Regions from separate parts of the Sus scrofa genome. Here all the other regions are linked to region 2. The links are chromatin contacts, called in public Hi-C maps. All regions are on one chromosome and are shown on one strand. The core of a region is the stretch at or near the end of the contact, and the rest is flanking DNA. Distances in the headings are between cores, read along the strand shown. Region 1 has its middle 560 kb from the start of MYC. Region 2 has its middle 360 kb from the start of MYC. Region 3 overlaps LOC106509952 (a long non-coding RNA gene).

Region 1 (3,178 bases), core at 342-2,841, 200 kb before region 2:
TTCGGTCCTTTCACTCGGTGCCATTATGACTTCGGGCCCCCGCCCCTCCCACCACCTACCATCCCCCATCTCCCCCGAACGTCCTATCTTTCAGGGGAAGACAAATGGGCAATTAGGAAATGAAGGGTAGAACAGAGCAGAGACACAAAAAGAGAACCATGATTCTCCTTGGAGGCATGGTAATGTCAGGGAGACTTCACAGAGGAGGTAACATGCCAGAATTTTCCAAGAAGAACATGTGGGAAGAAGACTTCTGAGCAGGAGAGGCCAGTTTTGATTTTGTTTGTTTGTTTGCTTTGTAGGGCTGCACCCTGGCAGCATATGGAATTTCCCAGGCTAGGGTTCAAACCAGAGCGGCAGTTGCCAGCCTACACCACAGCCACAGCCACAGCCACATCCACACAGGATGCAAGCCACATCTGTGACCTACACCCACAGCTCACAGCAACGCTGGATCCTTAACTCACTGAGCGCGGTCAGGGATCGAACCCTCAACCTCACCGATACTAGTGGGTTTGTTATCACTGAGCCACATGGGAACTCCAGGAGAGAATATTTTAGGCAGAGGGGATGTCATGTGAAAAAACGGAGATGCTCTAAATGGTGCAGCCACCCCAGTGCCCCCCGGATGACGAGAGCTCGAATGATGAAGAGGAAAGACCGGGGCTTGAAGACAGGGAGCTGGACTATTCCTTGTCTATAAAGGGAAGAGCAGGTCTTTAAGGAAAGGCATGAAAAGTTGGATTTGTACTTTACAAAGAGGACTCGGTCTCCTCTGAGCAGTATGGTGTGGGGAGGGTTGAACCAAATGCAAGGGACCGATGGAAACCCAGGAGGAATGTGTTCAAACCACTTGCAGTTTAATCATTCAACAAATATTAATCTAGGACCCGCCCTGGCTGCCAGTCCCTTGGCTAGACAGCCAAGACGGAGTGGTGAACAAGGCTGACATTGTCCCAGCACACGCTGATCTCCCGTTCCAAGAAGGGTGACAGGTACCAAACAATAGGCACAATTAATCACACAGTCAGAGGGAGGCATTCTAGGAAGGAAGGGTTTAGTGGCCTATGAAAGTGGACCGCACCAGACTCGGACACAGTCTGAGGGTGGCCGTCGTTGGGGGTGGGGGCACTTTCTCTTTTGTGTTACAAAGTCAATCCCCCAACAACCTGGTGTGTTAGGCAAGATTAGTCATCATTTTACAGAAACAAAGGCTTAGGGCAGGGAGTCAACCCTCTTCCTTGAGGCACGGTTCCTGGCTTCTGAGGAGCATAGGGCAAGGTTGGGAAGCAGGAGCACGATTCCAGATACGACCTCATCCCTCTGCCTGGTCATGCCAGATGTGTGACCTGTAGGACTCGGGTTTTATCGCAGAGTTTAAAGACTCTCCTCCTCTCCCTCCCTCCCTCTCCTCTCTCTCTCTCTCTCTCTCTCTCTCTCTCTCTCTCACTCTCTCTCTCCTCTCTCTCTCTCTCCCTTTGTCTCTCTCTCCCTCCAGGCTAAACTGGTTTGTTGAACCGTGTGGACAGAGCCAGCCAGTGGGGTGACATTGTGTCAGAGATGGAAGCTTTCTGTCTCTTGCATCAGAAAAGCAGAGAGTGCCTCTCTGGCAGTTGGCAACAGATACAAAAGCAGCTTGCCCTGAAGATGACTCAGCTCTGGGCCTCTCAGCAAGGCTCTACCAACAGCTATTTAAAAAAAAAAAAAAAAAAGATGAAGCAGCTTCAAGGAGACCTCAAACCGATCCCACAGCAAGCCGCTTCCCATCAGGAAGGTGGTAGGCAGACAGTGCTGACACTTCCATGAGCAAAATGGCAGAGTGTGGCCAAGGACTTGAGCAGAAGGCCTGCTGGTCCGGCAGGTCTGTGTGTTCTGATCCAGTGTGGCATTTGTCTCTGTCACCTGGAAGCTGGCCTTGGGAGCAGGCTTGTGACTGGCTGACTCATTCTGCATGGCCCCAAACCAGCTAGATAAGAGGAGGGGCGCCCATAAATGCAAAAATATCTTTCAAGCACCTGTGATGGGAGCTCTCAGGCCCCACGGAGGTGGTACAGACCTGGGACCCAGCTGGCTGAACTTGGAAGCCCAGCCGCACACCTCAACAGCCGTGCGGCTAAAACCTCTCTGTGCCCCAGTGCCCAGAGATGTGGCAGGAGGAGAAGAAGATGGAACACATTGTCTTTGGGGCCTTTTCTACCAGCCAGGTGCTTCACTTATCTCATCTGGTTTGTTCCTGGTTCTCACCATAGAAAAACCACTTAACAGACGATTGTAGCTTCTCCCTCCCAAGGTGTCTATGAGAATCAATGAGATAATAAAGATGAAGTGCTTAGCACCCCGAATCCATGAAGTGTGTATTGTCATAGGTATTATTACCACAGTTACCCCCATTGTATAGATGAAAAGCCTGAGTCTAGGATGCCATATGGTAGGTATTCTAATCCAGTTCTGTCTGGTTCCAAAGCTCCTAGTCTATCCAAATAGCACTTTCCTGCTTCTTGCCTCTTCCTGACGGGTTGGCTAAAATCCACTGAAAAATGAGTACAAGAGGGGAAAAAAAATTAGTCAAATGTTTCTTGAACAAATAATTTAACGAGATTAAAATCATTAAGAAACTGCTAATAAGTCAAAGCCATGCATTAATAATGTAAAACCATTTCATAAATATTTATCGAGGGCTATTTATGTGCTAGTCATTGTTCTGCTATGGGGGATAAAAAGGAATTAGAGAAGAATTCTGCCTGACTACCATTTACAGCCTAGTAAACGTGCAGAAATGATGCTAGTGACAGTAGGAATAACTAATAATAATAACAATAATAATAAAATAATGCACGAGCCTTTGTTGATATTCGCTGTCGTCCAGACACAGTGGTCAGCATCCTGCAGGCATCACCCCTTTAGCATTTTAAGCAATCCTCTGTGATAGGAACAATCACTTCAGTTTTATGGAGGAGAGACCAGAACTCAGAGAGGTTATGTAACGGGACCAAAATTATATAATTTGGAAGGGAGACAAAACCAGAGGCAAACCCAGGTCTGTCTGACCCCGATTCGCCCTCCTAACCACTGTCCTACACTTCCTCGCTCTCTTGAACCAGACTCTCTACTTACAACTGTAAAAAACAGACTGACTAAAGGGCTTTAAAAAAGGCAGAAATACGCCGACTAGCACTTA
Region 2 (3,046 bases), core at 166-2,665:
TTGTCTTTTGTCTTTTGTCTTTTGTCTTTTTAGGGCCTCACCCATGGCATATAGAGGTTCTCAGGCTAGGGGTCTAATCAGAGCTATTGCCACCGGCCTACGCCACAGCCACAGCAGCACAGGATCTGATCCATGTCTGCCACCTACACCACAGCTCACGGCAATGCCAGATCCTTAACCCACTGATTGAGGCCAAGGGTCAAACCCGCAACCTCATGGTTCCTAGTTGGATTCATTAACCATTGAGCCACGACGGGAACTCCAACACATAGGATTTGTTATTCCCATGTCATAGTTGAGCATCCCAAGGCCATATGAATATTAAGAGGCAGACCAAGAATATGAACCCAGATCCCTCTGACTTAAAGCCTAAATCCTCTGCAACATCCCAGGTCTACTCAACTCCCATGGACTCATAGATATCGATAAAAAAAAATCCCCAGATACAACATAAGATACCCATGCTGTGGCTCCTCTGTGGGCACAGCCCGAGGAGAGCACAGTGGTTATGGATACAGGCTTCCGACTTTGCCAGATCTGGCCTCACGGCCTTGCTCTACCACTCAGTAATTCTCACATGTTAGAATAGAAAGTTGATATAAATGCACACACTCACACACACAGAGACACTCATCGCCGATTCAGTGCTGAAAGGCATCCAATGCAGCATCCTTACTTTGCAGTTGAGAACGCCAGTGCTGGGTGGAGGGGAGAGCACAGGGGTTTCCTGCCTGGGGTCCCACAGGGAGAGAGCACCGGGGACATCAGACATCCCCCCCCATCCCAAGTCTGATGCTCTCTCCAGAGTCCCATCCCAGCCTGCCTCCCTCTAGAAACACATTCAAGTTTTCAAATGGTGACTCCCCAGATCAAAGGAAATGGCCCCCTCAGATAAAGCAGATTCTCACAGAGGAAAAATGTCCATTCCATGCTGAGATTTTTCCTCTATCTGCTCATTTGCGGGGGTCATGAGAAGGTCAGGGGAAAGCTCTTATGACGTGGCTCCTGGGTCTCCACACCCAAGAATGCAGGAAGATTTCAATAAATCAGACGGCGGGCAGGAATTCAGACAGGCTCCCCCACATGTTCTGTGCCTTTATTCCCCCCGGGTGGATACCATCAGCTGTCTTGTTGCTAAGAGACCCGAGTGGGTGGGAAAGGCCAATTGTCTTATTTTTCAAACTTATCTACAAAACCGGTTTGTGCCTCTGCTCCGTCCAGGGGTTCGGCTTTCTTAAGAACAGGATATTACCACCAGGCAGATGGAGTGAGTGAGAGTACATTTTGTCGAGAAACGGACTGAGCTTTTCCTGGACATTCAATGTCACCCAGCAGAGTCCTGGGAGCTGCCAATTACGGGTCTGATGCAATGTTTGGGAAAGAGCCGCAGAGTACACATGACTCAACAAAATATTCTGATTTACATTCCTATCTCCCAGGCAGTTGCACTTTTATCAGCACCAACAAGGGCTATGGGGTCAGTAGGCGTGCTGGGCTGAGTTCGTCATCAGAGAATTAAAAGGAATTAAAAAAAAACAAGAAGAGGTTGTGGGGAGGTGAGAATCTGAATCACTCCGGGACTTTCCTTTTCGGTTGCATTCCAATCGGACAGACCCAAACCTGGCAGAGCCCTTCTATTGCTCAATGTCAAAAACATTCCCCTGGAATGTGGGCCATGTGAACTTGGACACCCCCTGCAGTTTCCCTCTGTGGCCCAGCAGGCTGCATCCACCATAAGCGGGGCCCTCAGGAGAGTCCGGGGCATGTTTCATATAAAAAAGGCAGGGGCTCCAAAGGTGAGCTTTCACCAGCCCTCTCCCACCAAGGCCTCTGTGCAGACTCGCGCTGCACTCTGATGAGCCCAGCAGAGATGGAAAATGAGCTCTTGGGAACAGGTCGGTGGGTTTTGTTTTGTTTTGTTTTTCTTGCCTTAGTAGAAAGCAAGAATGTGAATTCACTTCCTCCTTGTCTGGGTTTGTACTTGGCTTATGAGCTCATTCCGCCCACCTTGACCCCCCAGCAAAACCCGGCTATAACCTCTTATTTCTGAAGAACTCTAAGAGCCACGTCTAAGGACATCTAATTCCCCGTTCTGCCCCCTGCCCACATAGACCCCTCCCTCCTTGGCTTGAAGAGTCAAGATAGCAATCTTTGTCACACGAGTGTAACTGAGAGCATAACTCAGCCCCAAAAGCCCATTTCGATCTTGCAGCATGTTTCAGAGCCGAGTGCTCCAGCCAGCAAAGAACTCATAGTTGGCAGAGCCTTCTGAGTAACTGTGTACAGACCACATCCTCCTCCTGTCCACTTCTAAAACCCATCCAGAAAAAAGGAAGGCCTCTGGAGTTCCCTTCGTGGCACAGTGGTTAACAAATCTGACTAGAAACCATGAGGTTGCAGGTTCGATCCCCGGCCTTGCTCAATAGGTTACGGGTCTGGCGTTGCCGTGAGCTGTGGTGTAGGTCACAGACGCGGCTCGGATCCCTCATTGTTGTGGCTCTGGGTAGGCCGGCAGCTGTAGCTCCGATTAGACCCCTAGCCTGGGAACCTCCACATGCCACGGGAGCAGCCCTAGAAAAGGCAAAAAGACAAAAAAAAAAAAAAAAAAAAAAGGAAGGCCTCACAAGCCATGTGCCATCAGCTACAGAGAAGAATGGCGTTGCGTGCATCCTGCTGTGTGTAAGAGTCAGGGATACGCAGGTTCTAGAAAATAAAATTACCTAACTTAAATTGAATGCTGACTGTGAAGAGGCAGACGGCAAGACCGCAGGGGCTTTATCCTGTTTATTGTTCCCAACAACCAATGGGGCGTCTACAATACCTTTTCAGATTTACAACTCAGTAGGATACACCAGTCAAAACAGCCTTGGACATCCCCACTACACAGAAGGTGAAGACTTACTACTGCTAAAGAGGGAGGATTATTCAGGCCAGTTGTCACAGATCTTTCACAAAGGAGGCCAATTAGCTGAAATAAACCCCAAACCATGGTGTCCTTAATCCCTAATTGCCCATCTGGGTTTGGGGTTTTGTCAACCAAAAAGAC
Region 3 (3,101 bases), core at 191-2,690, 170 kb after region 2:
GTCTCTGGATCTCCTTCAGAGCAGGAATGGTGCTTTTTCCCTCCTTTATTCCAGGCACCTGCATAATGGCCCCTGCAGGTTCTCCGTAAATCGCCATGGAAGAAAAGAAAGACGGAAGAACAAGAAGGAACTTGATCAACTGCTAAGTCCTAAGCAAATAGGGCTTGGTTTCCCCCAACCCCAGAACAGACCGGGGAGCCCTTGCAGAAAGAGCAGTGGCTGCATGAAGTCTGACTTTCTCACCCACACCCGGTATCCAAAAAAATGCAGGCGATCCAGGAAAACATTCCCCGAGCATAGCCTGTGCTCCTGTCACGGTGCCAAAGGCTGGGACTAAAGAGAGAGCCAGACCCAGAGCCTGTTCTCAAAGCACTCACGGTGCAGGGAGGAGAGCGGATAGTCAAGCCAGTCGGGTGCTGCTCCTGGAGACAGAAGGAAACCGAACCCACTGGGGAGATGATAAGAAATGAAGGTTCCAAAGAGTGGCCTTTACTCTAATATTAATTATAACAATTATCAGCCATAACGATAACGGCCAGCTGTGTGGCCAGCTGCTGGATAAACTGGACCGCAGGAGACCCAGAGACGGTTCCATTTGGGGGGGTGGGCAGATTCCCTGCCTCTGCAAAGCCCATCGAAGGCACCGCCGAGGAAGCTGCGTGTCTGCCAGCGTGACAGATATTATCAGAAGAAACAAAATTAGGCACATTTTCCCCTAGACTTACGAATCCCTCCTCTGCATTTGCCCTCATGTCTCTGACATTAATTGAACTCTGTCTTCGCTACTAAAAATAAACCCCAGGTCAAATGCAATGAGCCAAAAACCTCAATATGAAACCACAAGAAACAGTAATAGTAAAATGGGCCAGTTGCAGAGGTGTTTTGAAAATCCGTTTCTGTTTCAAGGGTAGAGTTCCGAGTGGGCCAGGAGATCTTTCAATACTCTGGCCACGGAATAAAGGAAGCGACCTTGACACACACACACCCCGTGGCTAATGACCAGAGCTGGCGCGCGTCCAAGGACACGCAGATGGGTGCCTTCGGATACCCTCTCACTGCAGGCCAGAGAGGGCTGGTTTGGGACGATCAGGCAGGAGCCAAGAGATGTTCCCGGGGGAGGCGGAGCCAGACGAGGAGGCCCTAAAAGCCAGGAAAAAGGCACCCTGTGTGCAGGTGCAGGAAGGAGGCCGGGGCCGGGAGGAGGGAGAGTAACTCGGTGGGCCGGAGCCAGGCAGGTAAGGAGGTGGGAGAGAGGCAAACCACAAGGGCTCTTTTTCACTGACCATGCTCCCCCCCCCCACCGCCCTGCCCCCGGCTGGGTTGTGCAGCTGAGAAAAGAAGCATGGGGAGCTAGAAAGGACTGGCCCAGGGTCGGAGAGAGGAGAGGGAAGTAGGCTAGAATCTCCTAGATAGTACACTGGGCTAGAAGCCCAGATACTGGTACTCGTCTGTTCCACGGCAGGAACGGGGCAAACAAGCCCACGGATGGGAAGGCTGCAGATCCCTCCTGCTGGCGCGCAGCCCGGGTGAGCTGACTTCAGCCAGGGGGGCAGGCACACAGGCTCCGGGTGGGAGGGCAGTGCCTTTAGAACAAGTAGAAGCCACACATGAGCCAAGTGCTTGGGCTTTTCTTAAACCCCACCCCGGGACAGACCAGCCCAGCCCAGGGATGTGTCCAGGACTGTCAGCCTTGAGGTCCTAACATCTACTCCCGCTCTGTCCACCTCCAGCAGCTGAGTTCTGGGGAAATTCCTTTCTCATTACCCCCAGACAGACCTGCCAAGCCTTTCCTCTGTCAAAAGAACCGTTCTCCCAGCTTTCAGATCCTCTACCCCAGCGCCTGGCCTCCCACTGGCTCTTCCACCCCACACCCACCCCCCACCCCCCCAACCCTCCGGCACAGGAGCTCAAGCCCTGCAGGTGCTCCAGGGAGCAGGGATTCCAGAAGAGGCAGCTTTGCATCCGTATACACTTCCGCTTCCCAAGCTGATGGCCTGGACCAGGAGCGTGGGCTTCTGAAACCCAACTGAAGGACTGGTTGAGGGCTCCAGGGGCAAAAAAAAAAAAAGGCGGGCCTGCGAGCTGTACTCACGGCCGCTGCCTGCTGACACTAGAATGTGACACTAGCTAGAGAATAAGCAAGTAGATCACAAAATCCAAGCCAGCGGGAAGGTGAGCACCCAGGCGGCTGAGTAGAGAAAGGCTTCTGCTAATGTCTTATTCACATGCATCTTCCGAGAGTCTCAAGAGACAGTACCCCCTCCAGGAAGCCTCCCGGAATGGACAAGGGCCCATCCCCAGGCCTCCCACACACCTGGTGAGCCTGGAGGACCCTCTGTCTGTCAGGGGCCCACCCTGACCAGAGGGCAAAGCCCCATGCTCTCCATCTCCGTGGCCACTCGGCTCCTGAACGCCCCGGAGGGGGTCGGGGGGATGGAAACGCAACCGCCTTTTGAAAAGGTATAAGGCGCGAGCAAAGAGGACACGCACGCGTGAGCACCGTCCTGGGCTGCTTTCTCCACCTGACTTCTCGCCGTCCACACTTTCTCACCCAACTTCCCACCCTTGCAGAGGTTTCCCGGGTGCAGCAGGGCTCATTTTTCCTTTTCTCGGCACATCGCTTATTCTTTTCAACATCTCATCGAAGGGAAAAAAAACCACACCCGGCCTCCCTCTTGGCGCCACATCTTTAAAAACTTTCTCCCTTTGCTTCCCACTCTGGCTTTTCCTCTCTACACCCGCCTTTTCAATGATTCAGTCCCGTGTTCTTTCAACAGGCCCAACCCTGGGGCATCAGGATGTGTAAGAGGGTTTTTGCTCTAAACAGGCTCACCAGCCGGGGGTCGGGGGGACCGGGGACAACGCAAATGACCTCCTATCGGCCTGCCCTCAACTGCGGGCTACGGTCCAGAGGGGGGAGCCATCGGCTCTGCGAGGGGCGAGGTGCTGCACACAGCCAGGAAGGTGAGTCACAGGCCATTTCCCAGGCGGACTTGGTGGCCGGTGCACGGCAGTCTGAGGTCTTGGAAACAGTCTGCTGCACGGCAGGCCCTCTAAATGGGGTCCTGAATGAATTAAAAGGGAAAAAAAGGGACCTTCGT

The links. Hi-C and Micro-C count contacts between places; a contact is called where the count stands out from the background.
Region 1: a contact with region 2 is called in a Hi-C map of skeletal muscle, with 3 times the contacts expected there. A contact is called at or near these places in 1 of 5 promoter capture datasets (liver) and 9 of 47 Hi-C or Micro-C datasets (embryonic fibroblasts, fibroblasts, liver and 1 more).
Region 3: a contact with region 2 is called in a Hi-C map of skeletal muscle, with 2.2 times the contacts expected there. A contact is called at or near these places in 3 of 47 Hi-C or Micro-C datasets (liver and skeletal muscle).

Annotation. Positions count from the first base shown.
Region 1 is chr4:11,893,905-11,897,082 of Sscrofa11.1, forward strand. No RefSeq gene overlaps it. Among named protein-coding and RNA genes, the nearest start is that of MYC, 560 kb to the right of the region's middle.
Region 2 is chr4:12,098,711-12,101,756 of Sscrofa11.1, forward strand. No RefSeq gene overlaps it. Among named protein-coding and RNA genes, the nearest start is that of MYC, 360 kb to the right of the region's middle.
Region 3 is chr4:12,264,046-12,267,146 of Sscrofa11.1, forward strand. The region is part of intron 3 of LOC106509952 (a long non-coding RNA gene); the gene reads right to left. Among named protein-coding and RNA genes, the nearest start is that of MYC, 190 kb to the right of the region's middle.